2 separate regions of the Oryctolagus cuniculus genome follow, and region 2 is linked to region 1. Evidence: chromatin contacts called from public Micro-C data. All regions are on one chromosome and are shown on one strand. The core of a region is the stretch at or near the end of the contact, and the rest is flanking DNA. Distances in the headings are between cores, read along the strand shown.

Region 1 (2,999 bases), core at 330-2,829:
CGCGGCTGCCTGCGTTCGCGTTACTCTTCCCCCCAGCGCGGAATCTGCACGCAATCGCGTGGCTCAGGGGATTTTCTCCCACCTCCCACCACCCGCGCCGTGCTTCCCGCCTCCTTGCCAGCCCGCCGGTTGCATCCAGGAGGGGCGCCCGCCGCGAGACGGGCGGTTCCTCTGGGCGCACGCACAACCTCGGCATCAGGCCGCCTTGGCCGCCCCGCGAGCAGACCACGCCAGGCCACCCGGCGACCAGCGGCTCGCACCGCGGGGTCACCCTGCGGGCGCGCAGCGTCCTCCTGTCCCCACCGCCAACCCTTTCCCCACTGTCGCCCCCCGCCCCCACCCAAAAAAGCGGAGACCGTGGGAACTCCTTGGAGGGGGCCAAGGTACCGGACGGGTGCAGCGGGTTTAGGGCGTGCGGGGCCCCGAGACCCGCCGCGCACCCCCACCCCGCCCCAGCGGCTGGAAGCCCGCCCCAAGCGCCACGCGGTCTGGCGACTCTTACCAGAAGTGTCCCATAGGCTCAACTCTATTCTTTGTGTGTCGATTTCAAAACTGGCTGTGTAATTCTCAAACACCGTGGGCACATAATTCTGAACAAAAAAAAAAAAAAGAGAGAGAGATGGTAGGAAAGAGGGCAAAGAGGTTACCTTCAAACGCATGGCACTCATTGAACACCCTCTGGAAATCACTCCCCGCTCCCCAATTTAAAATAAAAATAAAAACACCTGGCACACATCAGACTACAACGCGCGGACGCTTCCCGGACCCCTGCCCGACTGCCCACTTGGCCGCACCCGGCTCTCAGAGACGCTCCGACCCGGAGCTCCGGCACGCAGAAACCAACAAGTTTCGGGAGCGAACGGCCCCGTGTGCGGCCGCGTCCGGACCCTAAACGCTTCCAGCGCACTTTCCCTTTCCGAACACTCTCACCAGGATTAAGTAGTAAGGGGCGAGGAAGACGACTTTCAAAGGGAAAAACGCGCGGAGGGAAGAAGCGAAGGGAAGCCCGCCTGGAGACCGGGGTCCCGGGGACCGGCGCCACTCACCTCGGGGAAGCAGTCCTTGGCAAAGACGTGCAGCAGCGCGGTTTTCCCACACTGGCTGTCTCCCACCACTACTATCTTGCATTTCACGTTCTGATTAGGATCCATGATAGATTTACTAGATAATTTCTGGCTAGCTCTTCTCTCCTTCATTGATGTTGCCTTATTTTCTCTTGGAACAGAAATTTTCTCTTAAGAAGAAAAAATATATATTTCTCTTTATATAAAAGGCAGATATAAAAATAAATCGCAAGGCCAGTGGGAGCCCCTGAAGCGCAGCGCAGCCACGGAGAGCGAGAGGGGCAGGCTCCTTGCTCCCCTCCAACAAGTTTTATGCCTGACTCCACACCGCGCCTCCCAAGTCCAATTCCGATCCGACTGCTTTGTTTCACGCTCTCTGCGCGGCTTTATACGCCCGGCCTTCCAATCCCCTTCTTTCTCAATGGGAGAAGGAAACCGATCCGCCTCCTCCCCTTTTATGGAGCCTGGGAGCGAGCGCCGGCGCGCTGCTTGTGGAAAATGTTAGTAGTGCGCCCTCTAGGGTGACGGTGCGGGACCTCTTTGCAAACAAGGCTGGGGCAGGCAGCGAGGACGTCTTGCTGAGGGGTGTAGGGGCAGGATAAAGCCAGGAGGAGGTGGGCAGCTGAGCCTATTGATTTGTATTAGAATGCCTTTCAGATTGTTTCCACGGAGGCTGATCCGCAGCGCCCTCAGGAACATTTGTGAAAACACGCATCGTATTTCCCGCCGAGTCCAAGCATCCTTAGAAAGCATGGGAAGCAAATACTTGGGTGGGCAAGGGTTAAGTTTTTTTCTTTTTCTGCCTTTTTTTTTTTTAAGTTTGTATCAGGGACACAGGCTATAGAACAATAGCCGTGCCAGGTTATTTCTTGCCCGCCTCACAATAAGAGACTGGTGTTTGAAACTTGTCCCTTTCAGTCGTTCAGGCGGAGGCAGGAAGGTTTAGAGGAGGTAGGAGGGGAAAGGGAAGAGAAGTGAAAGATAGCTGAGAGTGACAAACTCAACGCACTGTACTGGGGACCCAAACACACAACACTGGGCCAATTGCACCTCCCACTGGTCCTCCTACCCTTGCAGAGAGGATACTGGGGTGGTGGGGAAGGGGGTTTTAATACTGCCTTTCAACTCCTTTATCTTAGGCTCCCCCTCCCTGGACAAGAAAGCACTCCTGGCTGAACTCTGAAGGGGCAAATATCCTCAGCTGAAGACAGCTAGCAAAATCCCCCTCGACCTGTCTGTCCTTCCCCCAACCATGTGGATCCATGCCCCCAGCCCTTTCCTGCTCCCTCCCCCGAACAGGAGCCTTACAAAGGACCAGAAAGAGCCTACATGTTTCTTTTTCTTATGCCAACTTTCCTATAAGAAGTCATTCTTCTTTTCTTCATCTCCTTTAGTCCAAATGGTCAGGGAATTTCAATTACTAAATTGTCGTGAAGAGGCAGGCATTGTGGCAGCAAAGGGTTAAGCTGCGGCTTGGGCGCTCACATACCATATCAGAGCATTTGGGACAAATTCCCACTGCACTTTCAATCTGACTTCCTGCTAATGTGCCTAGGAGGCAGCAGATGAGGACCCAAATATTTGGGTCCCTGCCAACCCACATGGGAGACCAAGATGGAGTCCCAGGTTCATGCCTTGTTCCTGGCCCAGTCCTTGCTGTCACAGGCATTTAAGGAGTGAAACAATGGAGGATGGAAGATATCTCTCCTTTCTCTGTCACTCTGTCTTAAAGTAAATAAATCAATAAATGTTATTTAAAAAATTATACTGAGGATATTGACCAAAAATAATTGATACATCCCTCTATGGACACTTCTAGGCTTGCAAATGGGAAGAAGGTGAGGTAAAAAGAAAAACATTAAAAAAAAAAAAAAAACAGGAAGTTCACACTGTGAAAATGCACAATGAAGAGTGACATAAGTAGTGGGCAACTGG
Region 2 (2,999 bases), core at 209-2,708, 990 kb before region 1:
AACTGTTGGCACATATTAATGTTCCTAACACAAATCATAACTTAAAGAATAAACCTTAAATTACCGAGTCTAGCACTCAAAGGTATTAGTTTGTCCCCACTTCACAATCCAACCTTCCCTTTCCATTAATCGTTTTCACACATCTTTTATTTGAGAAGGCAGAATGACTTCTTAATATTTGAAGCGCGTTCTCTAAATATGCCCCCTAGTTTCCTCACCTACACCTTCACTCTCTCAAGTGCCATCCATTTTCAAAACTCAAGTTAAAAGCTCTGACCACTAAATGATCCCAACTCCCTGCTATCCCCTCTCCACAAAGCTCTGAATCTGCTTTTTACTTTTTCAAAGCTTTGTAAATGGCACGACTGTACTCTTTCTACACCTGTTTTCCTATGTTTCATGTGCCCTTATTACATGAACGCCTACGGCAGGATCTTTCACTCACATGAATAGTATGTGCTCTTGCTCTCATTTTGTGGAATCTGAAAGGTCATTTCTTATACTGAAACTGCTACAGAGAAAAAGGGGCTTAAATATTCTAATCTACTGAAACAATGTCTTTAAAAAATATGGAAGGGGTACTTGCACTGAGTTTCTATATAAACCTGAAATTAGAGAAGTGCACACGCATTTAAAAGAATGTGCTCAAGTTACCTCCAAACATAACAAGGATTTCACACTTCTTGCTATCCTGGCATTTTTGAAACCTTCAGTAGAACATGACCCCGCCAACGCCATCATAATCCCTCCCTTTCCTAAGAAGTTCCCAAACCAGATGACCGATTTTAAGGGACTATTTACTCACATTGGCCATATCTGGCAGAGCAGGCAGACGCAAAGGCTCCCCTGTTTGTAAAGTTACTCCTGGGAAAGGACAAAACAAAACAGGTTCGTGACAGACTGAACTCTTAACACGGGCGGCTCGGGTAAGGTCCACGATTTCCTCCTCCGTGTGCCTCGCCCACCGCAGGACCAAAGTCTGAGCTCAACCCGGACCCAACGAGGAGGTGGCCAGGACCCGTCCCCCGCCCTCAGGAGGCTGCGCAGAGCGCCCGCCCGGCGGCGGCGGCTCGCCTCGGACTCGGACCCGCCAGGCCGGAGTCCTGAGGGCCGAAGCAAGTGTTTGAACACAGATCCGGGTCGTGTGGCGACAGCTCCCAGCTGTTCGGACCGAGCTGAGGGCGTGAGAAAGAAGGGAGCCTAAAAGTAGGGTGACAGGACGACTAGGGCCTCGTAGGCATGGGGGCAATACCCAGGGCTCTGGCCCGAAGGCAGGGGAATGTGGAGAGGCTAACGCGAGAGGAAGCCGGCCGCACCACTCACCACCGCCGCCTCCACCTGCCCCAGAACCAGACTCTTCCCGCCGTGGAAATGGCGGCGGCGAATACAGCGACAGCAGCGACTACGCCGGCAGCGGCCAGGCTAAACTAGTCACTTTCGAGCGCATCGATGAGAAGGATCGTCGAGTCGGTGATGCGCACGCGTGTCACGTAGGCCTACGTGGCGCTGACTTTCGGTAGGATGCTCCCGGGCAGACGACGTGGGAGGAGGAAAGGTGGGGTGGAGAGGGCTACAGAGCTTGCTCCTTGACTCCTTGAACCCCTTTCAGAATTCCTCTCACCGCAAACTTTTCTGATTGCCTCCAGGAGGCGCAGTTTCCTGTTTTTCTGTCAGAATCGCGTACTTCATTGACCTGGACCCTGGGTTGTGAGCTAATGGTCATTTCTGTTCCAGGAGCCTTCCTGAATTCCCTGTCACATTTACTTGCCGTGGCTCCACGGACTCTAAACTGTGACAGTTCTTCAGACCTCCCCCACACCCCCCAGTAATCTTTACAGTTTTGAAACATCGTCTTCAGGCATTTTGTCAAAAGTCCCTCCCCTCGGGTTTACCTGACCTGTTTCTCATGATGGACTGAGGTGGCGGATTTTTGAGTGCGGAGATACAGCGCCCCTCTCAGCACAACGTATCAGAGACTTATCATTATGATAACAACACTACTGGCTTACCGTTGTTGGTGCTAACTTTCGTCGCTTAGTGCTTGTTCAGTTTCCGCACTGTGAAGTTTCTCTTTCTCCCAGCCTGTTCCGTGACACCCTTTGGAAGGATGTCCATGTGCGTTCCCAGTTGTAGGAGTGGGAAGTTAGGCTCACCCTCTTCTGAGGGCAGTGTATCTTCACAATGATTTGAAACACCTCTGCATGAGAGAGTTGGCTGTTTTCCTCATTTACGTATTCTTTTGTTTGTGTCAGTATCATTTGACATCTCAAAGGCCCTCTCAGAAAATTGTCGCTGCCCAACACTCCGCATGGTGCACATTTATTTCCTCTTTTCCTTTCCATCCTAGAAATTAGCTTGTCAAAATAGAATGGAAAGCAAAAATGCTTCTTCTCAAATTGTCTTTTTTTTTTTAAACTGGTGCTTTTTAATGCTGAGGATTTATTGTTCTAAAGTTGGTGAGTGACTAAGTCATTATACTCAAGCTGAGAGGTGGGAGAGAAATGAGTGTTTTCTCAGAGAAAATATCAGATACACAGCAAGAAAAGGAAGAGAGGAGCTCTTTTTCTTTGTTGGTCTCTTATCAAAATCTGGATGTCAGGTCCTTCAGGAATGGAATTTGCAGAAAAGCTCCAAAGAAATTGGTCATTTGGGGCCTTTACATTGCAAACATAAGTGACATAAAATAAAATTATTTCCACTTTGACTATGACCTTGTCTAAATAAGATCAGAGTTGGCGAACTCAAAAGGCTTCCATAGCCTTGGCAACTCATGACAAGAGCCTAGGGTGATTACTGATGCCATAAATAAAAGTGTCAATTTGTTAAGTCAACAACAGGAGTCACTGTGCACTTACTCCCCATGTAGGATCTCTGTCCTTAATGTGTTGTACTATGTGAATTAATGCTATAACTACAGTACTTTATACTTTATGTTTCTATGTGGGTGCAAACTGTTGAAATCTTTACTTAATATATACTAAATTGAACTTCTGTATATA

What was found. Hi-C and Micro-C count contacts between places; a contact is called where the count stands out from the background.
Region 2: a Micro-C map of ear pinna shows a contact between it and region 1, with 5 times the contacts expected there. The contact joins the promoter of MMADHC here to the promoter of RND3 in region 1. A contact is called at or near these places in 5 of 6 Hi-C or Micro-C datasets (ear pinna, embryonic fibroblasts, liver and 2 more).

What each region holds. Positions count from the first base shown.
Region 1 is chr3:91,564,595-91,567,593 of mOryCun1.1, reverse strand. RND3 (Rho family GTPase 3) reads right to left here and starts at 1,579. Exons shown (of 5, transcript XM_002712156.5): 1 at 1,047-1,579; 2 at 503-590. The coding sequence starts at 1,196.
Region 2 is chr3:92,554,477-92,557,475 of mOryCun1.1, reverse strand. It overlaps MMADHC (metabolism of cobalamin associated D), which reads right to left and starts at 1,458. Exons shown (of 8, transcript XM_002712155.5): 1 at 1,324-1,458; 2 at 806-864. The coding sequence starts at 814. The region is part of intron 1 of LOC138848997 (a long non-coding RNA gene); the gene reads right to left. LOC103348757 (a long non-coding RNA gene) reads left to right here and starts at 1,376. Exons shown (of 3, transcript XR_007920401.2): 1 at 1,376-1,516.